3 separate regions of the Sus scrofa genome follow, and all the other regions are linked to region 3. Evidence: chromatin contacts called from public Hi-C data. All regions are on one chromosome and are shown on one strand. The core of a region is the stretch at or near the end of the contact, and the rest is flanking DNA. Distances in the headings are between cores, read along the strand shown. Region 1 has its middle 220 kb from the start of MIR9858. Region 2 has its middle 130 kb from the start of ATP6V0D2. Region 3 has its middle 79 kb from the start of MIR9858.

The links. A called contact is a pair of places that touch in the nucleus more often than the background predicts.
Region 1: a contact with region 3 is called in a Hi-C map of liver, with 17 times the contacts expected there. A contact is called at or near these places in 1 of 5 promoter capture datasets (liver) and 4 of 47 Hi-C or Micro-C datasets (epiblast stem cells, liver and skeletal muscle).
Region 2: a contact with region 3 is called in a Hi-C map of liver, with 2.0 times the contacts expected there. A contact is called at or near these places in 3 of 47 Hi-C or Micro-C datasets (liver and skeletal muscle).

What each region holds. Positions count from the first base shown.
Region 1 is chr4:50,990,072-50,992,771 of Sscrofa11.1, reverse strand. No RefSeq gene overlaps it. Among named protein-coding and RNA genes, the nearest start is that of MIR9858, 220 kb to the left of the region's middle.
Region 2 is chr4:50,881,418-50,884,117 of Sscrofa11.1, reverse strand. No RefSeq gene overlaps it. Among named protein-coding and RNA genes, the nearest start is that of ATP6V0D2, 130 kb to the right of the region's middle.
Region 3 is chr4:51,130,773-51,133,472 of Sscrofa11.1, reverse strand. No RefSeq gene overlaps it. Among named protein-coding and RNA genes, the nearest start is that of MIR9858, 79 kb to the left of the region's middle.

The DNA of each region.
Region 1 (2,700 bases), core at 97-2,596, 140 kb after region 3:
CTGGGTTGGGAATTAGGAATCCTGAAATTTTATTTTCGGTATGTTATCCCCAAACTAAGCTTACTTGGGTCTCTGAGTTCCAGTTTTGTTTTGTTTTGTTTTGCTTTGTAGGGCTGCACCCACAGCATATGGAGGTTCCCAGGCTAGGGGTCAAATCAGAGCTGCAGTTGCCAGCCTACACCACAGCCACAGCAACTCAGGATCTGAGCCACATCTGTGGCCTACACTACAGCTCATGGCAATGCCGGGTCCTTAACCCACTGATCGAGGCCAGGGATTGAACTTGTGTCCTCATGGATGCTAGTCAGATTCATTAACCACTGAGCCACGACAGGAACTCCCAGTTTTTATACATGAAATGAAAATAATGCTTAGAGGACTATACACATTTATTACTATTATATTACTATTACTAAAATTGAAAAATGACAATAGGTAATTGTCCTAGACCCTCATGGTCATCAGTCCTCTGTAGGAGGCTGTTCTGATGTGACTTCAGTTTTCCAGGTAACTCTCTTTTTGTTTTGCCTGGAGAGGCCTTTTCAGGCAGCTTAAGAGTAAGAAGATGCTCTTACTGCAGAAGTAATTGGTGCATTGGTACCCGCAGTTGACTGTGATTATCTGCCCACCTTTGGATCTGGGGAAGTTATAAAGTACAAATGTGAGCTTCACAAAGTATGGGTAAATGTCTTATTAAGGATTTGCCTGAGCACTTATCACACCAAGTGTTTGACAACATGATTAATGAAGGAATAAACGGAGCTCAGAGTCACTGATCAGGCTAGGAAAAGTAAGAAGAGAAGTATTTTTTATTTCCTTTGGGAGATTATTAATCAGAATTTTCATCTCTAGAAAATTAGATTTCAGATTTAACCTTTCTTAAGATATGAAGTACAAGTGTTAACATCTGATACCTGCCCTAACATACACAAATGTATATTTTACTAGAAACTGTTATCATTCATTCATTTATTCACAGGTTCTGCCAGGCCATGAATAAGGCTATTGATTTTCTCCTGAAGTCCCAGTGCTCAGTAAATTTATCCATTTGATAAATAGTCACTGAGTTCCAGGCACCTAGGTAAGCCAAATATTTACTCTGGTGAAGCTGCCAATGATCAAAACATTTTCAGAACTACTTTTTCATTTGTTTTCAGGGCTTGAAATATGTTAAATATATAACACCTTTTATTCATTGAACCAGTGCACAAACATTGTCTAATCCTTATGAGAACAGATATCGCATGATATATGGAAAGGAAGCACACGCATCAGGAGCTCAGAACATACTTGAAGAGACCACTGTTAACATACTTAACAGACAAAGACACGGGGACTTGAAGAAGATAATAACTTTCACAAAGTCAACATCCTAAGTGTACAAACCCAGATTCAACCTCTGATCCTCTGACCCTCAGTTCGTTTCATAAAAAGTCCAGTAAACCAATATCTTCAACAATGACAATTACTTGTGAGAGGGCTTGTGTTTTGGAAACACTCCAAATTCATTAATTCTAGTTGTTATAAACAAGGTGGGCAACCAAACCGGGTAACAGCAAGGAGTTTGCATTGTCTGCTTTGTTTTTAATAAGATTGAAGCATTAGAGGAGGCGAGAGTATACAATGGAGGAAAATCAAGCCTCTTCAATAAATGGGGATGGGAAAACTGGATAGCTACATGCAAAAGAATAAAACTGGACTACTCTCCCCCACTGTGAGCAAAAATAAATTCAAAACAGATTAAAGAATTAAATGTAAATGTGAACTTGTAAAACTTCTAGAAGAAAATATAGGTTTCTTTTGGCATTAATCTTAGTAATATTTTGGGGGATATGTCTCCTCAGGCAAGGGGAATAAAAGCAAAAATAAATAAGTGAACAAACAATAAATGCTGGAGAGAGTGTGGACAAAAGGAAACCCTCCTTCACTGTTGGTAGAAATGTAAATTGATGCAACCACTACAGAGAACAGTATGTAGGTTCCTTAAAAAACTAAATATGGAACTACCATATGATCCAACAGTCCCACTCCTGGGCATATATCTAGAGAAATTTCTAATTTGAAAGGATACATGCACCCCAATACTCACTGCAGCACTATTTACAATAGCCAAGATTTGGAAGCAATCAAAATGTCTATTAACAGAGGAATGGATAAAGAAGAAGTGGTACATATATACAATGGAATATTATTCAGCCATAAAAAGAATGAAAAATGTCATTTGCAGCAACATGGGTGGGCTTAGAGATTATTATACTAAGTAAAGTAAGTCAGACAGAGAAAGACAAATATCATATGATATCACTTACATGTAGAATCTAATAAAAATGCGGCAAAAAGACATATTTGAAAAAACAGAAACAAACTTACAGATTTCAATGCTTACCATAGGTGAAACCACTGTGGGGAGGGAAGAATTGAGAGGGTGGGAATAACACATACACCTACTATATAAAATAGATGATTAATGAGAACCTATTCTATAGCACAGGGAAATCTGCTCAACAGTTTGTGATAACTTGTGTGGGAAAAATGGATGTATTATATGTATGACTGATTTACTTTGATGTATAATTGAAACTAATATAACGTTATAAATCAACTATATTCCAATAAAATAAAATTCAAAAAAGTACATGAACAAGTGAGACTACAAACTAAAAAACTAAAAACTTTTGTACAGTGAGGGAATATATCAAC
Region 2 (2,700 bases), core at 63-2,562, 250 kb after region 3:
AACAGGTAAGAGATGATGTTCTGATCTAGAGAGATTCAATTTTGACTCTGATTAGCTAAAATCAGATCATCTATATGAAATACTGAACAGAGAAACATTGGGCTAGAGGCATTACTTTAACAGATACTTATTTAGTACCTAGTGTCTGCTAGGAGATGCAGCAGTTGCCAGGGAGAGAAAGATAAACCCTCATTCTAAGAAAGCTCCAAGCCTGAGGAGTGAGACCAGTCAAGTCAACAGCATTGGCATCAGTGAGGTAAGAGCTATATTAAAGCTTAAGGAGTTTCCATTGTGGCTTTGTGGGTTAAGAACACAACATAGCATCCATGAGGATGCAAGTTCCATCCCTGGCCTTGTTCAGTGGGTTAAGATGCAGTGTCACCACAAGCTGTGGTGTAAGCTGCAGATGTGGCTGGGATCCAGTGTTGCCATGGCTATGGCATAGGCCTCCACTGCAGCTCCAATTGAACCCCTAGCCTGGGAACTTTCATATGCCTCAGCTGTGGCTATAAAAAGAAAAAAAAAAAAGGGCAAGAAAGGCTCTGGACACAATGATAGAGGATCTACATTCTCTGATTATCCCAAACACTAACTTCATAAGCGCTAGCATGTGTTTGAACAGCTCCTATGTGCCAAACTGTGGGTATGCCTTACATACACCATCTCCTTAAAGAGCAAGATACTAAAACTTACTTTTAAATGGTCTGTCTCCTCCCTCCAAATATCTTAACTACCCAACACTATTGTAACAAATTATGTTGTGGCTCATTTGTAATACACTAATTTCTTTTTCTTTCTTTCTTTCTTTCTTTCTTTCTTTCTTTCTTTCTTTCTTTCTTTCTTCCTTTTTCTTTCTTTTTTTTTTCTCAGCTACATTAAACACTTTATTTCTTTACCAATACTAATTTGAAGAAAATATGGTAATATTTGTTAAATCTGGTTTGGTAGATGTATAGATGTCTTCTCTATTATTTTCCATACTTTGCTGTGGAGTCCACTCCTTTCTGTGTGACTGAGAAATAGGACTTTTGTATTTCCCAGTTTTTCCCCATGGCTATGATTATCCAAAACACATGATTATGTTAATAAAAAAAAAGGCATTAAAGATAACCTTTTGCAAAGGTACACATTTGGACTGCTAATTACAGCAGCTTAATTTATATTGCTCCCATTTATGGTGGATTTAGCTCTTACTTAACAAGAGCTTAAGAAAACATTAACAGATTGCAAATCTTGTCCCTACTTTTATGCCCCAGTTAACAGCACAGCTGAATATTAACCTCCTAGTTTTATAGAGGACGGAGCCTGAGGTCACTTGGAGCAGCTTGTTCAATCAACAGGCCTGACATGCGTCATGCTGCTGGTCCTGCCACAGGTCCGGATGTAAAACTGGGTTCATTTCTTAAGGACACAACCAGGCTTCCCCTGTGTATCTATGCTGTACATTGCATGGATGTTGGAAGACATGATAATTGGCTGATAAACATTTATGTGGAGGTAAATCTAGCTTTATTTCAAATTGTCTCTGAGATCCTCAGACAACAGATGTCTGTGACAACACCTTTGTCAGTGAAAAGATTTTCTGTTTTACACTTTACATATAATTTTATTCAGTTAAAAGAAACAGGTTTTTATGAGCTGCAAAAGTCCTCTGGTCCCAAGACAATGATCCATCTGCCATCCATGCAAGTTATTTTCATGGCATCAATATTTTTCCCAACTAAACAGCAAGTTCCCTAAAGGCAAAAACATGTATTATATTTATTCTGCAAACCCTAATATGGTACACATGAGATGTGGACAAAATACTCCTGCATTTGGCTTTGCTACTTGTCATCTGTACGTCTTTAGCAAATTCCCTTCACTTCCCCAAGCTTCAGTTTGCTTATGTGTCAAAAGAGGGAATAATACCTTTTGAAAACTAAATTAGATAATAAATTTAAATGATGCTCTGTAAACCTAAATAAATTACCAAATATCATCTAAATTACATTACTAGTACAGGTATTACTGAGTATTATACCCATATAAGTATAATCTTGCTATTGATGATTAAGAGGAACCAGCGAAAACAAATTCCTCTTGTATCTTATGTGGAAAAACTCTCAGAGGTAGAATTTCTGAAAGGAGAAAAAATTTTGCTTTAGATGATTTGTACAGCACTGTCATTTGTGACAATGTCCTTACATTTTTATGATAATAGCAATGATATCAATTATGTCCAGAGATTATAGTGTGGAGGAAATCTATGATATTTATCAAGAAATAAGTTTTTTAACTCAAAATACTGTCCATCATTTGTATTACAATTAGGAAAAAAGGGCAAGAAATATACTTTTCATTACCAAAAATGAAGGAGAAAGGAGATTTAAAGTACTAAAAAAAAATGGAGTTCCCGTTGTGGTGCAGTAGAAATATATCCAACTAGTATCCATGAGGATGTATGTTCAATCCCTGGCCTCACTCAGTGGGTTAAAGATCCAGCATTGCTGTGAGCTGTGGTGTAGGTTATAGACATGGCTCAGATCCTGTGTTGTTTTGGCTGTAGTGTAGGCTGGCAACTGCAGCTCCACTTTGACCCCTAGCCTGGGAACTTCCATGTGCTGTGAGTGGGGCCCTGAAAAGCAAAAAAAAAAAAACGTTTTATCTCAACCTTAGAAGGGAAGACAGCTAATGGATTTATTTCCACCAATGTATCTA
Region 3 (2,700 bases), core at 78-2,577:
TAGTTGCAGAAAACTAAGTATAGTACCATATCATTTAAGTAAAAATATTTTTCAGACAAAAACAACAACAACAACAAAATATATTCGTTCTCAAGCAATCAGGGGAGATCACTGGTTTGGGGAAAAGTTAGGAGCTTTTATTTTATATAATTTGAATTCTGTATTTTTTAGACTGAGTGAAATTAATTTTGTAATCAAAATGTTTTAAAATTATATTAAATTTAAGAAATAAAATGCCTTGAGTACTGAGCTATCAATCTGACATCAGTATTAATAAATGTACTCTCACACCCAAAAATATTCAGAAATAGTTTTTTTTTTGAGAAATAGAGTGAAGATTAAAGTTTAAATCAACTTTTGAAATAATATAAATATCTTATACATCTAAGTTTCAAGTTTTTGTCTGTAAATTTTGAGAAAAAATCATGACATATCCTCCAAAATGTCATGGCTTTTAGATATTGTTAGACTTTGTAAATATTTTGTTGCATAGCCGGAATAACCATTTTTCTCCTGATAATGATTAACCCTGGGATTTTTAGAATTATTGTAATAGCTCATAAAACTTGCCAAATAATTTATTAATTAATTATTCAATGTATATTTAATGAATAGCTACTATGTGCCAGCAACAGAAGCTGGGCAGATTTTAGCATAGAAGTGATCCCTGCCTCTGTACAATTTACAGTCTAGTGGAAGAGACAATATTTATAATCATTCATATAAGCATATAATTACAAATTAATTGTTTTTTTTTCTAGAGAAGCAATTTATAGTCTCAATCAGAAGTGATCTTGCCCTCCCCCCTCCCAAGAAGACATTTGGTAATGTCTGGAGACTTTTTTTTCTTTTCTTTTTCTTTTTTAGGGCATCTGGAAAGTTTCCAGGCTAGTGGCTGAATCCGAGCTACAGCTGCTGGCCTACACCACAGCTCAGAGCAACACCAGATCCTTAACTCACTGAACCAGGCCAGGGACCAAACCTGAAACCTCATGGTTCCTAGTCAGATTGTTTCTACTGTGCCACAATGGGAACTCCCCCAATCTTTTCAATATTAAAACCAAAACAAACAGAGCAAAAACAAACAAACAGAAAACAACCAATTCTCCCCATGGCCTCACCCTGTCCCAAGCCCTGATGAACAAAAAGGGCCTGCATGGTTGACACGGAAATCAACATGGCACAGAGGGCCCAGGAAAACTGAGTTCTACTCTGCAACCAGTGCTGGGGAAGAGCATGAGAGCAAAGAGCTGCAGCTCTACAGGTGCAATAACAGCTGACCAATGCCAGCAGTTTCTGGAAAAGGAGGAAGGCCTGGGAAATGACCCAGGGTTTACTACATAAAGATCCACCTTGGATTTGATGGAATTATCAGCTCTGGCTATCAGCCTCAGTCTCTTTTTAGCTGGTTTGGTGAGATTGCAGTGGTTAATGATTGATGAACTCACTAACCCTCTTATGTAAGGTGTTTCTGGTCCCTTTCTGGAATTTTCCATCTGTACAGGAGGAGAAATTGTGGAATAGAATATTCCTAACAGGAACATAAGGCATAAATCTATCCAGAAAATAGGAGGTCATCACTAGTCTAGACACGAAATGACAAGTAGTATGTTTGCCTGCCTGTAGTCAAAAGTAAGGTCAGTGGAATTTCGTAATTCTTGCCACACTTCTACCTGGACTCTATCTTGTAAGAACTGTACATGAAGTTCAGTTCCTCTTGGACTCTACATGCACGGCCTTTAAAACTAAGGCATTAATATCCCTGGAAAGAAGTTAATTTAAGATAAAATCAAGTGATGGTTTCTTTTTCATTGTGTTAGAAAATTCTCTCCATGCATGACCTACGTTGTAAGAATTTTTTATGAAAACCATCTTGGGTCACAAAAATGGTTACCAAAGTGTTTTCTTTTGAATTTGAATTTTAAAAAATGATGTTTAGTGTAGGATTGTTTCTTATTACAAAGATAACATGTAAGAACTACAGAAAATTTGGAAAATTCCAAAAAAAAAAAACAAAGAAGAAAATAAAAAACCCTTGAATTTAATCCCAAGGCAATAATAATTTTAATACTTTAATTATATCTAATCTTTATTTTTAGTCTATGGATATATTAAAATAGATTTTAGAATGAGATGAAGTAGATAAAAAGAATTCATGTTCCAAAAATATATGAAGGATTTCATTTTTGAAAATTACAGGTTACCCTGACATCTTTCCTGTGCCCTAAAAATAAATAAGCAAAGAAGCTTTAAAATCAACATAGAATAAAGTGGCAAAAATATAAGGCATATGATTTCCAAAGCTCTGAAATATGGCTAAAATCATTTTATGTACGATTAATTCTTGCCCCAGAGTTTTTAATATTTAACATATCTATAAATGGACTATTATGGAAATAGAGAATTCTGTCTCCTTTCCGAAAGAATTATTTATTGATTAGCCCTAGCTTTGCAACTAAGCACCTGGTACTTGTTTGCAACACATGAGTCACTTAATAGAACCACCTACACGTAATTCAATTGTCTTTGTGTTCTGCAGAGAAAAATGAGTGAAAACTGTATCTCTGCTAACCTATAACTTATTGCTTGAAATTTGTGTGAGTCTGAAAATGACAATAGAATAGCATTCTATTTCTTAATTATTTATTTTCCTTGCAATATGTGTCTTAGATGCCTCTGGTGCCCAAATTCATCCTGACT